2 separate regions of the Zea mays genome follow, and region 1 is linked to region 2. Evidence: chromatin contacts called from public Hi-C data. All regions are on one chromosome and are shown on one strand. Each heading gives the region's core, a stretch centred on a gene start, on an enhancer-like site or on the middle of the called end of the contact. The rest is flanking DNA. Distances are from core to core; before and after follow the strand shown.

The links. Hi-C and Micro-C count contacts between places; a contact is called where the count stands out from the background.
Region 1: a contact with region 2 is called in a Hi-C map of tassel, with 2.3 times the contacts expected there. The contact joins the promoter of LOC103643397 here to the promoter of LOC103643394 in region 2. A contact is called at or near these places in 5 of 25 Hi-C or Micro-C datasets (ear, leaf and tassel).

Annotation. Positions count from the first base shown.
Region 1 is chr1:232,025,742-232,032,987 of Zm-B73-REFERENCE-NAM-5.0, reverse strand. It overlaps LOC103643397 (formin-like protein 4), which reads right to left and starts at 3,659. Exons shown (of 4, transcript XM_008666569.3): 1 at 2,163-3,659; 2 at 1,861-2,060; 3 at 1,182-1,423; 4 at 96-1,033. The coding sequence starts at 3,478. The coding sequence ends at 212. It also overlaps the pseudogene LOC103645336.
Region 2 is chr1:231,820,381-231,827,083 of Zm-B73-REFERENCE-NAM-5.0, reverse strand. It overlaps LOC103643394 (phosphatidylinositol 4-phosphate 5-kinase 9), which reads left to right and starts at 5,088. Exons shown (of 9, transcript XM_008666568.4): 1 at 5,088-5,779; 2 at 6,664-6,703.

The sequences.
Region 1 (7,246 bases), core at 2,410-4,909, 210 kb before region 2:
TTGTAGAGAGGGGCGCGGAGATGGCGGCGGGAGACAGAGGCGGGGGCGGTTGCCGTAGAGCGAGCAGGCAGAACACTGTGTGTGCACGCCTACAGTAGTAACTTAAGGAGTAGTAGAGATATATATATATATATGTGCATAATGTGCTTGGTTTGCATCTATAAGGTGTTCTTGTAGTTCTGTTCTTTTCCCTGTCCGTGCTCCCCATTCCCTACGGCGACCAACTCTCCTCCTCGTCGTCATCGTCTCCTCTTGCATGCTGGCCGTACATTCTCAGGTTCGCCATTGCCGTGGCCGCTGACATGCGGAAGGACCTCGCGGACCCAACCACCGTCCTGTCCTGCTGGCTGACCTCCCTGCAGACACGGTCCAGCGTGGACAGGAAGTCCCTGACCACCACGAAGATCCTCAGAGGGTGCGCCTCCTCCCTGGCAGCGTCACCGTGGAAATACACGGTGATCTCCTTCACTCTCCCCAGGGCCCTCTCCTCGTCGCGCCTGACTCGTCCGATCTCCGCCCCAGCCTCCTCGAGAAACCCACGCATCCTGGCGAAAAACCTGTGGTGGTGGCCTTGGGCTTGCAATTGGGCGCACTGCTTCTCGAGCGCGAGGACCGACCTGACCCCGCCGAGCCCGGCCTGGAGCTTGGACACGTAGCCGTGAAGCACGTCGAAGTCCATGGCGGCTGCCTTCCTGACGTTCCCGAGCTCGCCGCTCAGCCCGGACACTACCTTCAGCCCTTGCTTACTACGGAACGTCTCGTCTCTCGCGATCTTTCTGGCCTCATCCTCTGCGGCTCTCTCGGACGTCGTCCTCGCGTCCTCCTCCGACCGGACCATCTCCTGGACGACGAAGTGCAGCAGGGTGGTCTTGCCGTCGGCGCCTTTGACGTCCGCGAGCTTGAGCAGAGTGTCCAGCTTGAAGGCTCTTGCCTGCCCACGGTTCGTGCCGACGTTCATTCGGTTCCCGGCTTGCAGGACAGCTTCGAGTAGCTTCAGGAACAGTCTACTGCCTTTTAGATCGTCGCAGGCTCCCTGCAACACCATGCGCGCGAATAACGTCAGAGCTACTCATGCATACAGAGTCGCATCATTGCTACTAAGAAGGCACGGGGATCATCAGAGAGGCTTGTATTCTTTTAGATAGTAAAAATGATGCATAATAATATACAGATTCATGTACCTCTAGTGTCTGGAAAGATTTCCTGAGGTAGTTAATTTCGCCGTCGAAATTCGCCCGGTAGAGCATGGCGTCCACTCTTTTGAAGCAGAAAGGGATGTCAAGCAGCGCCCTGAGAAACCGCTCCGCGGAACCGAGCTTCGATATATCCCCAGTGAAGTTGCGGAGTTTGAGCTCTTCCTCTTTTGTAGGAGCCATCTTTGCCAAGGTTTCCAACAGATCCGCCCCCAGGCATTCAGCGTTGCCTGTTTTTAACAGTGCCAGTAGCAATAGACGTTGTGAGTAGCTTTGGATGCTGTCATGTAGATGTAGGTCACTGAACATTCTGTGAACAGTATGTATTTGCATATTCGCCTTAATTTGAACCCAAAGTGCTCAAACATACTACCCATTCATATGAACATTAAAAGTTATTAAGCTTCCAAACATGTTGGTTCTAAAAATATTCAGTCCAAAACTACACTAGTCTGATACTATTAGAATGTAAAGGGTGATTGGATATTCAGAGTTCTGTTGGACACTCAAATATTTTAGCAAACTCTATTGTTGAGGTTACCTTACAAATGTCCATATCATAACTAATTAACAATAATGTCCCAGCAACTTACACAGAATGTTCAGTCTAAGACAGATATTAGTCGAGGTTAGCTTAGAAATATCCATCAATCGAAGGATTTCTCACCGTCTAGCAGCGCATCCGTGACCTCTTCCAGAGTGACGTTCAGTGCGCGCAGCAGGATGGCGATGTTCTGCGCCTTCTTAGGATCAAGGACCTTCTCTTGGGCACCGCATAGCGGCACTCCAGGCTTTCTAAGTGTATCCCTAGGAGGCGCATTTGCAGCATTGTTCGTGAAAAGCACCTCGATCATGTCCTCATCCAACCTGCCGGGAAAAACTCGTGTCAACATCACTTTTTTTACGTATGATTTAGCCGTGTGTGTGTGCGTGTGTGTGTGTATGTCTGGTATGAGAATGTATCTTAACTGGAATGAGTTGGACTCGAGCCGGTCCCAGACCATGTCGCGGTCGGAGGACGCCCGGACCGTGTCCCAGTGCAGCGGCTTCAGCTTGGGACGGGCTTCGTCGCCGGCAGCGGCAGGATCATCGTTCGTCCGAATCGGCATGCCGTCGTTGTCCTTGTTCACCGCCATGACGGGTGCGCTCGGAACAGCGACACCTGGCCCCTCTGTTTGCTTTAGTTTGTGAAGCCGGCGCGTTGACAATGGTGTATAGGATGGTTCCGGTGGTGGTGGAGAAGGTTTTGGGACTGCGTTGGTGCATCTTGGCGGTGGTGGTGGAGGAGGTGGTGGTGGGTTGGAGGGTGGCGAGACCACTTGTTTGATCATATCCGAGGCGGAGCCTGCGGAGAAGCGAGTCCGCGGCAGAGTGCGACGGGAGCGTGGCACAGGAGGGGCGGGCGGAGGAGGCGCCACGCTTGCAGCTGGAACGGCGGCGGCCGGCGTCGGTGGGAAGAAATCGCTGGTGAGGCTGGGGAGGCTGCGGCGGGAGGGGGTGGTGGTCCGCGGGCTGGACGCGCTCGCCTCGCTCCACGTCCCGGTCCCGGCGCCCTCGCCGCCCGCGGACCCCGCCGAGCGCTGGCCCGGCGTGTAGTACGCGGCGTCCTCGTCGGACGACCCCGCGCGCCGGAGCGGCGGGAGCGGCCTGAGTTCCGGGCTCGGGACGGTGTCGACGTCGCGGCACATGCCCCACCTGGCGCGCTCCGAGCGGGCTTTCCGGTGCGGTGTGGAAGTGGCAGTCGCACCCGACGACGAGGCCGCCGCCGCCGCCGCAGAGGTGCCCACCGCGTCGGCGTGCAGCACGACCGCGGAGGCTGGCCCGGGGTGCGCGGCGGCGGCGAGGCCGGTGGGTTTGTGCGTCCACGCGGGGTGCCGCGCGAGACGGCCCGTCAGGAGAAACGCGGCGGCGAAGGCGAGCAGCGCGAGGACGGCCGCCGCGGCCGCAGAGGCGACGACGATGGCCGCCTTGGGCGTTCCGCCGCCGCCGCCGCCGTGGCGCCGCGGGGCCGGGCCAGTGCGGGACGAAGAGGCGTCCGCGGCGACAGTGTTCGGTGGCGGCGGAGCGGGGAGTAGCGCCGGCCCCCCGTTGTAGACGGGTGGGACGGGTGTGGAGGGATCGGAGGCGAATCCCGGTGCTGGAGGCGCCGTGGTGGATGGCGGCGGGGTCCATTCGATAGGGAAGAGCGGCTCGTGCAGCGCACGCCTGGTGTCGCCGGCGGCGGCCGAGTGGACGAGGAAGAGGAAGAGGAGTGAGGCGAGCCTGAGTAGTGGAGCTGGAGACATCGGTAGGAGACAGGGAGAGAGAGAGAGAGAGAGAGTGATGAACTCCTAGAGAGAGGGCCAGAGAGGGAGCGAGGTTGATGACAGTGGAGTGGGAGTGCGGAGTGCCGGAGGAGTGGTAATGCAAGGACCAAGGAGACACGACAGTCGACAGGAGAAAGGAATGCGTGCGGGAAGAGGAAGGAAGCCGCCATTTTCTGGGTTTGCTTGATAACAACGTCTCCCGCGCACCCGTAGCATTTTTTTTCCTTCAGATAATAGCAGGGACTTTCTCCACACGCCATGTGGCGTGTGGTCGCACGGGTCCACCAAATTGATTTCCCTCGCACTCGTAGCACTTTTTCTTTAGACAATAACAGGGAATTTTGCAATTTCGATCAACATTTTTTCGCAGTGAATTCGCACTCCATGCGTGTACAGTATTAGAAATTCCCGAGTTTTCCGCTACCACTTCTACTGTTTTAATTAATTTAAATGTCGTTTTAGTGTTTGTAACTACACAATTATTATGTATCTAGGCATCTTATTTTTAGTATATTAGTATATTGTCCGTGTTGACGCTACGATTCCAAAAAGGAGAGAGGGTGAACAGTAGCGGCGACAACTTAAGGAGAGAGGTTGTCAACGATGACTGCATGAGTGAGGGGGGATGGGTGGAGGGAGGAGGAGGGTGAGCGAGAAGCTGGGACGACGGGGTCACAAGGAAGGGGTAGGGGAGAGATGAGTGATGAGAGATAATCCAAATAATATTATCCATTAAATTTGACTAAGGGAGATTGAGTTATCTAGCAATATAAAACATTGATTTTGATGATATATTAAGTCTGGATGTAATTTGTTTGATGGATTTAGTGAAGGTTATAGATATGACGTGATTTTGGTTAGATGGGTTTTGAAAAGTTTAAACTGGTGGATTATAATGGTATAAATAGTAAAATCTATACGCTAAAACAAAATCACATATACAATACTTTATAACAAAGTGACACTCATTAAGAGCATGTTTATATACATATGGGCATACGGTGAGTTACTAGTCAGGGTTAAAAATTAACCTAAATTAGCTACAGTTGGCTACCGAGCATATGGACGGTGCTCGACGACGAAGGTGAAGGTCATGCAGGTTCATATCGATGGGTCGGGAGCGGCGAAGGACAAGCGCTGGGACTTGACCGAAGAACTAGAGTCGTCGGGTGACTTGCCGTGGTGACTGACACCTGGGACACGCACTCGTGTGAGGTCGTGGCAGAGCAGATCATGTCGCTGACATGGTTCAGGACTGGCGGGACACATGTCTAGGAGTGAGGGACCACATGTGGTACACTACTCGCGACTGTTTGGTAGTTGAGCCTCAAAAAACCACTCAGCGCTACATATGGCGGTTTTGCTGAGTTTGGGCCTCAAAACTCGGCGGTGTCGATTCCGACTGGAATCAGAGGCGGCACGTGGCGTCATAGCGAAGGGTGCGTCGAGGCGAAGCAATTTCGTGTGGAGCGTGTGACCGTCAGATCAAAATCCCAGGAGTTGGTTCATCTCGCCTCCGGCAAAGTGGATAAGCTCTATGTATATAGGGGTAGTTTAGGAAGTAGCAATAAACCTTTATAAATAGAAGGGTGGGCTGATTGTTTCAGCCATCTCTATGGCTATCTGTGTTTTGTCTAGCTTACTTGTGTTTAAAAAACCCTAATTTCATTATCTAGTTTTCCCAGTAGTTTCGCCTGAGATCCGCAGATGATTTGAACTCCACATCTATGCATTTGTAATCTTCAACTCATCAATCAAAGGAAAGGTGGCCAGATCTATCCACATGGTTTGTTGAATCATGTGCTCAGTTTTGTCTTTGTTGTAGTTTTGATTCAATTTTGTCCTTGCTCTCTTCCCTTTCCTTTTCTCTTTAGATTGTGGAAGAACCTTCGAGTTTTTGAGTTGGGGATCATTTTGGGGTTTCTCTCTGGGTTTGATTCGGTCCTTAGACCACTAAGAACATCTGGTTTGTACAATTTTTGGTTGTAGATTGATCTAAAATGTTTTGATAAAAAAGGCAAACCCCAACAAAACCCTAAGTCGGTTCGTATTTTCTTATCTGCAATTGATTTACAAATCCGTTTGAGTTTAAAATATTTGGATATCATGAAAAGTCATTTGTCAAAGTGTGTAAAATTTCAGCTCAATCGGAGTCCGTTTGGTTACTTTCGCTTTTGAAAAATGAATTTTGAGCTGCTGAAAACAACACCGGATAACGACATGGTTTTAGGCCGATTCAGATTTTTTTCGGTGTCCGATTTACGGTCCGTTTGTTTTATTGGTCTCGTGTGAGTCCTAGGAACATTTTGAAATCATATGATCACTAGTTGGCTGATGTGCTTTTGGTTTGAGTGATTTCTTCATCTCAATTGAAGTTAAGAGTTCACTTTCCAGCTCTTAACAACAATTTTTGATTGACTCCCGTTCACCCACCTCTAGTCGCCTCACCGGTCTTCAATTGGTATTAGAGATGGTTAAGTATTTCCTTATCCTAATTGGTTTGAAATCCATGAAGGTGAGAGCACCTAGAGGGGGTGAATAAGTGATCCTACAAATTTTGCTACAAACTCGGTTTATAATATGGATTAGAGGAAATAAAACTAAGTTTGAGAGTAGAGGAGAGAAAAAAGGCTCTTCACTTGATTGCTCCCATGAGATGAGTATTAAATTAGGAATAATATGTACGTGAAGTATAATCGCAAAGGAAGACTCAAATCACAATAAATTGAAGAGACAAGAGACACACCGATTTTTATCCCGTGGTTCGGTCAAGCGTAATATGAGGTATCAGGTAGGGGAAAAGGGAGGGCTACATGTGTGGCTAATCGATGGAGAAGATCGAAAGGAATCTTTGGGAGCAACCAATCAATTTGAGGGGCAAAGGAGATGCTAGCGCTGAGCGGGTAGTGTGAGCTTCAGCTAGAGCCCAAATGGCTTAAATAGGTGGGAGAAGGGGGCATTATCAGCTCGATTGCACTATGACTACGACCACGGTAGCCAATCCGCCACTATGATGCTGATGTCCACCACTACGAATGTCCAACTGGTGAAGAAATCAAGCTTAGGGAGAGGGAAGGGGCTAACAAGTGAGATCGAGCGATAGCGAGAGTGTGCAGGCATCTGACAAATGCTGTAGGCGTCAGACGGCTGCCAAGCGGGCCCTAGCAGTTAGTGAGAGAAAGGGAGGAAAATTCAATTTTCCAAAAATCTAAAACGAAGAGCTCAAAATATTCCATAAAAATAGCCATGTGGTGGATAAAAATATAAGGATCCCCCTCATCACAAAAAAATTAACATAACAAACATAATTAATGGTCATAAAATAAATAAGGCCTCATTTTTATTGGATCATTTATTTGAATTATGAAAGAAACGATAAAAGGAGTCACTAAGAATTAGGGTAAAACACTTAAGAGTTACATATTTGCACATGGTGAATTAGTAAATCAAACATAGCAAAGTTTTGTTATCAAACTTAAGTTACTTTATAAGATGGCATAGATCTTAATTCAAAATTATAAATGCTTAACAACAAACAAATATGAATGCTCATGTGGTATGCAAATGATGCTTATGATTAGGCACAACTTGGGAGGATCAAATAAAAGAGTGTGTTACATATATCTTTGAGCTATATGATCTCTAAGAAAATCATGGCATATGTCAATGTATTTGGTGTGTGAATATGGTACCAGATTGTTTACAAGTTTTATGACACTCTCTTGTCACACAAAAAATCTACCTTTT
Region 2 (6,703 bases), core at 3,839-6,338:
AATAAACACCATCTTACACAACATAACATCATCGCATCATTTCGCATAGCATAAGCATCATACATCATGCTGCATATGGCACAAGAAGGGGACATGACATCGATCTTCGGAAAAATGTTTTGAAAGGGGAAAATCATGCTAATTTGCAAGCAGATACACTATTGATCTTCGGAAGTATAGCTTCGGAGAACATCTTCACGAAGCTTGGATATTATTCATCAGAACACTACGAATATTGTTGTGACAAATGAAAATCATTCTTCACGAAGCATGAAAAGAAGGGAAGGTGTTTTTTCGTCAAAGACGCAAAAACGGTACGTATGTAAAATTTCATGCATCGTAAAGAATTAAACAATAAAAGCAGGTATATTACATTCAGGACTACAAGATGTCACATTTTACATTTCAGAAGTTTTTCACAATAGTATTTAATCTTCTCTCAGAACAACTTCTGCAGCCTCATTCAGGAGCCGATTGACAACTTCGTCCATAATAGCTTCAGCCATCTTTTTAATTTCGTCGTCTCCTTTCGGCTGAGAGCCCGGAGACGCTTCAGCAGGATCTGAAGGAGGACAGGATACGACTACATTGCTATTACAAACTGAAAATGAAGTTTAAAACCCAAAAATTACCACACAATAAAAACCATTAGTTAATACCTAGTTGCCCTTCGGGCTCTGCGCTCTTCTCAGCAGCCTCAGCTATTTCTCTAGCATCGTGAATGCCCTTTTCGCTTTTTCGAATAATTTCTCGAGCCATTTCCCGGCCACCATTATCCTAGACGTCGGTGAAAAATTTTCCACCAACCATGCTAGCTTCAGCCGATGGATCTCTTGCATCTTCGAAGGACAAGCTAGCTTCGGATTGTGCTAAGATCTTTACATGATTGCAGCCCTTCTTCTCCAAAATAGTGGCAATCCCCCTGGCCCCCGAGAAAGCACATATGTCTCCGCGGCTATTTAAAATTTCTTCGAAGGCTTCAGCTTCCTGATTAATCCATTCAAGGGGACCTTCGGGGTTGCCTCTTGTAAAGTTTTCTTCGTTCGAAAATGCGCCGACGCTGGCGAAGCTAGCTTTCAACTTCTTGACACATTCTATAGATTTGTTATAACATCTTTTCTTAGATGAACGAAGCTCTTCAACAGTTCCCTCTAAATGATTTGCCCATTGGTCGCTGAGTTCTCGCTTCGTTTCTTCAAGCATGCGTTCCTCTTTGGCTCTAGCCAGTTGTTTTCGAAGATCTTCAATTTCGCGCTTCTGAGCTTCAGCTTGACCTTTAAAAGTAGTTTCGTCTTCCTTTATTCTATTTATTAATGAATGTAATATCTTATCTTTTTCGAGACCTTCGTTCCTCAGTTCAATTACTTCGGAACGAAGGTTGCTCAGGGCTATGGCACACCCTTCGTCTTCAGCATCTTTTTGGGCCCTGAGGGCATTGCTAAGTATCAGGCCCTGCAAAGAAGAATAAGTGTATGTCATTAGATTTAAGCAAACAAAAAATTTTGGTCTCAGCAAAAATACAAAGATCCCATTTGTTGCACCTTTAAGCTATTATATGCCAGGCTGTCGGCCAGATCATTCTTCGACAGCACCGAGAGCCCGTCTTCTAATGTTGGGAATCCGAAGCTCTTGCTCATCTCCCGACAGACAGAAATCTCTTTGCTGTCAGGGAGACAATACAAAAAGTCTTCTTCTCCACTGCCATTGAATATTAGCGCCCCCTTTGGATAATTCAGTTTTTGGGCGTAGCGTTGGGCCTCTTGCTTTTCTTTTTCTGATAATTTTTTCCCCGAAGCATGACGAACAATATAATCAGAGTCTTTAGGGGATGCTTCGAGGGCAATGATACTGATTTCTTCAACAAAAGTTGGCTTTGTTATTTTTTCTTCCTCGGTTTCCAAGGATTTAATCTTCGTAGGCTCTGAGGACCCAGCTCCGGCTTCAGTTTCTTGCTCGAGAACTTTAATATCAGAAATTTCAGTTTTCGCTTCGGGAATGGCAATAGTTTTCTTCGGAGGTGTGCTTGAAGATTTAATTGTTTCCAGAACATCTAGCACATTAGCCATTCTCTTTCTCTTCGGAGTCACTACTGGCACCTTTTGATTTTTTACTGTCTCAACATTTGCTGCAGGACTCAAAACTTCTGATGTTTTTTCCTCAGTTGGTTTTTTCACTTCTTCCATTTTTTCTGTGGATGGCGCTTCGGCCATCTCTTTTGTTTCTGGTAACAAAATCTTCGGTTCTTCTAATTCTATCCTTGTTGGCGTTTCGGCCATTTCTGCGGCTTCTGGCAGCAAGGTCAGTTTGGTTGGCTTTTCAGCTTCGGTGGCCGAAGAAGTTTCTCCGGTGAACTCAGGCACCGAAGCTGGTTCAATATAGCGCGGCCGATGTGTAAGGACCTTTATCCTCTTTCTTTTCGGCTCGGGCTCGCTAGGAGCAGTTGCCGCTTCTTCTTTCGCAGAGGTTGTGTTTTTTCTTTTTTGCCCTCGAATGGGATAACGATAGTCAGGGTAGACGAACCCGATTGCATCAAACACCCGATTCAGCCTCTTCTTTTTTCGGCCTCCGAAGGCTGCTGACAGTGCAGTATCTTCGGCCTTCGAATAAGCCCCAAGCAATTCATCACTTAAATTTTCGAGAAAATTCCTGGTATGCCATCAGATTTTATACTCATCCCTTGTGTGCCACTGAGTGGCATATAGGTATATTTTTTGGTGTCTATGACATGTGGGGCCAGTGGCATACAAGGAATGAGTATATTTTCCAGTGGCATACAGGGAATTGGCCCTAAATTTTCAATACTTTTTAACCAGTCGTCATCTGGCTCAACGAATTTATCTCCGAACTTAAAAGTATATTTCAGCCTCATAAGTCCACCTTCGTCGGTTTCTTTTATGGTTTCTTGCGGCATTTCCCATTTCTCCGCGAGCGGCCATACCCTGAAGGCAATATGCTCTTGTACTAAATCTCTCGTCCCAATAAAAGAACAGATAACGTCGAAGGCTCTCTGGCATTCTTCGGCAGCTTCATTCATTTCAACCTTCGGCCTCCGAAGGCCGAAGCTTTGCCAAATAGGGCGCATAATTATACCTTTGATATCTTCTTGTACTGTCAGGTCATTCTTCACATAAAACCATTCTGTCATCCAGTCGCTGGGCCATCTCTTCCGAAAGGTTGGCACGGGGCAACTTGACCCGGATCGAGAAATGAAACTGTAGCAGCCAAAATTATTATGGTACTGTTCTTTACCCCAAGGTTTTGTTTCGTATGATAATTCGTGTATGTTGCAGAAACTTTTTGCATCAGGCTTCAGACCTTGGCTTCTCACGGCCCACACGAAGATATTCAGCCTTATGATTGCCTCGGGGGTAAGTTGGTGAAGATAGACTTCGAATATTTTCAGCACCTCTACAACAAACTCGCTCAGGGGAAATCTTAGTCCAGCTTTCAAAAAGCTTCGGTACACTACGACTTTATTCTCTTCAGGGTGTGGACAAGTTTTTTCCCCTTCGTCGGCCCTCACAATGGACAAATCCCAGAAATACCTTCCTCTCATGTTAACAAGATGATTTTCTTTGATAGTTGATTTGCCGAAAACCGCATGGCTTGGTCGCCAAGGGCGATCTTCGGAGTCTTCACCACCACTGTCCACATCATAACTGTCGCTGTCACCAGTATCTTCAGACAAACCTTCCAGAATCTCCTTGGTGATTTTTTCTGTATTCGTCTTCGACATCGCTATAAGAAACCCCAAGTTCTTCTCTTCGTCGAGACTCAGCTTCATCTCAGCAGCAGCTTTCTTCTCTTCAGACATCTTCGGAAACGCTAAAAAAACTGTTTTCAAAGCCGAAGCTTTAAAACTAAACGCTCAGCAAATTTTAGTGCGCAAGAGCTAAAAATTGAGTGAGCGGGAGCAGATGGCAAGAGAGCGTGCCAAATGAGTTTGCGGTATGACTGTATTTATACGCCCAGTGCGTTGAAAATTGAAAGACCCCACTTGTCAGAGAATGTTGCTATTCTAGCAAAGGGAAGGTGTTTTTTCGGACCTTCGGCATAAAGCCTTCGTCCATGTCGCAATCTAAATTTATTATTTTAAACAAATTAATATTGCGAGGGGCTACTGTTTGGGGCCTTCGGCTTACGAAGGTCCTCAAAAACAGGATTTGACAGTATTTCTGGAGTATAATGTGTGAACAGGTATCTTCGGACTCAAGTCGGCATCACAGCAGACCAGAATAATACGAAGGTTGATACAGCGCCGAAGGTGTGAGCAGGAAAGCTTCGGCGTGATAGCAAAAAATGAAACCGACTTAAAGATGAAAAGGCTATTCAGATCTCGATAGATTACTATAGAATTATTATCAAATATAAAGAGCATAAATGTAATTTTGTATGAGCTGTGTCCTGTGCCTATAAATAGGTGAACAGTACCCCGTACTGTTCACGCTGATCTGGCATTTGCTTTTGCGTCACACCTGTACTTTCATATACTTCCAAGCTGAAGGTACATTTGTAATTCAATGTTATTACTGTTTCCTCACAATAATAATATATAATTGTCTATGTTATCATTTATATTCCTCATAATCCATTCTTCATCATCGTTTGCCATGTTTATGAAGGTATGTCCTTCATAACCTTCGTTCAAAAGTCATTATATCCTAAGAGAAATAATGTTCCGAAGAACGAAGGACATTATAAAATTAACATTTTCTGTGTTGCCTTGTTCTTAACTCATAGCATTTGAGAATAAGTCTCCAACAAGCGGAATGCTGCAGCGTTTTAAGGAATGGTGTGTGTAATTTCTGTCTGAGTGATTTTTTATCTCTCTTTTAGCGTTTTTGTTTAGGATGGACGGTGTTATCTGCTCTTCTTTATACGTGGTTTTCTTTCCTTTTCCCTATATAATATATTTTGCCACGACAACTCCCTTACCGTGCTTTCGAAAAAAATGTACACATAAACAAGATATAGTAAACGTCGTCCTCATTCATTATTATACTTATAATAATTTGTTGTTTCCCTTTCGATTTTTCAATCATCTAGCTTTTCGTCCCTTTTGTCTCCCACGAGTCCACGACGACGATCGGCGAGCCAGTCCAAGACCGCAAGAGGCCAAATCCAATCGCGAACCACCGCCGGCGCCATCGTCTACGTCTACTACCTGCTCCCGCCCAGAGGCCGCAGCATCCACCACTCGAGGACTTGCAGAGTCTGCAGCAGCAGCTTCAGCTGGCCAGACTCCGTCCGCCGATCAACACACGGGCACAACGCCTCCCGTTTCCTCGTTTCGAGGCTGCACCGCGCCGCCTCCAAGACGCCGGGAGCCTCATCGCCTCCTCTGGCGAAAAACCGCTTCTCTCCGGCGAGCTGCCTCCGTTTCCGGGTGATCGAGTCTACGCGCGCATCGCCTCTTCCCAAGGCAGGATAGGATCCCTTATCGGCCTGACGCGATTCGTGGATCCGACGGCGAGGTCTGCGCCGTCCACAGGCCACAGCTTACAGCACCGCTCCTCCCCTCTCCTTGTCCTTACTCTGGCAGCGCAACCCTCCCTGCTTCGACTGTCCTTTTTTTCCACATGGAGACTCACTAGACTACTAGAGTTGTCCCTCCGCTAGCCGCACGGATCATCTCCGTCCTCACCTATTCTCTCTCTCTCTCTCTCTCTCTCTCTCTCTCTCTCTCTCTCTCTCTCTCTCGCTCGCTCTGCAGGTCTTGGAGGTAGTGCCGTCGACGAGGCATCTCCACCCCTCCGGCGAGCTCCCCTTCCAAAAAGTGGTGAGGTAAGCCTGCTCCCATTCCTTACCTTTAGTCTCGTATAGGTGTGAATATCTCGTGTAATTCTTCTGAAGACAAAACTCACAGTTGACGATTAGAAGTTTAGAACTATGCAAAACTACGACGATCATGTATGTACTTCCACTCGCTGAATCAGACATGACCAGTTGTTTTGCTTTTCTTCAGGAAAAGATAAAATAAAAAAAGTAAGACTATATTCATGATTCTCAGACTCTGAACCATGTCGGTGTTGTCTCTAGTATACTTGCTTTGTTATGTGTAGCACAGGGTTATGCTGAGCTGTGTAGCGCATGGATAAGAGATCGTTTTGGTTCTATTTTCATTTTCATATATTACTTCACGCGTACCTTTAAATTCCTAATTTCAATTTATCCTTGATTAAAATGTTTACGAATTGTTCTCCACAAATCATTACAAGACTAAAGAAAAGCGCAGGGATGCTACAGGAAACAATTTGCCCTACGTAAAGAACAATAGGAAACACCTTAAGGTAAACCGGGACTCTCCCAGATTAACCAGGATTGATCAAACATTCAGTAGGGCCTTTAATCTTATGAATGAAATAAGGTAACTAAGAAAGAACCATGGTAAATTCATCAAGATTGAGCAAAGTTCCTTTTCAAAACACCTTTATTCATCAGAAATAAGGTAAAGGATCAAGTATTCCAGATTAATGCCCAGGGTGTCTCCTATTGCTCTCTCAGTAGGACAGATTGTTCATTGTAGCCTCTCTGCATCCTTCCTTAATCTTATATGACAATTTGTGGGAAAAAGTTCCAAAAATGGAATGTTTATAACTTGGTTAATTCCAGTGCATCTTATATATATAGTATGGCTTAAACATCTCATCTAACCTTTCTCAGGCAGTGCTTTGGATATTAGCTTTTGCATTTTAGTGGATCG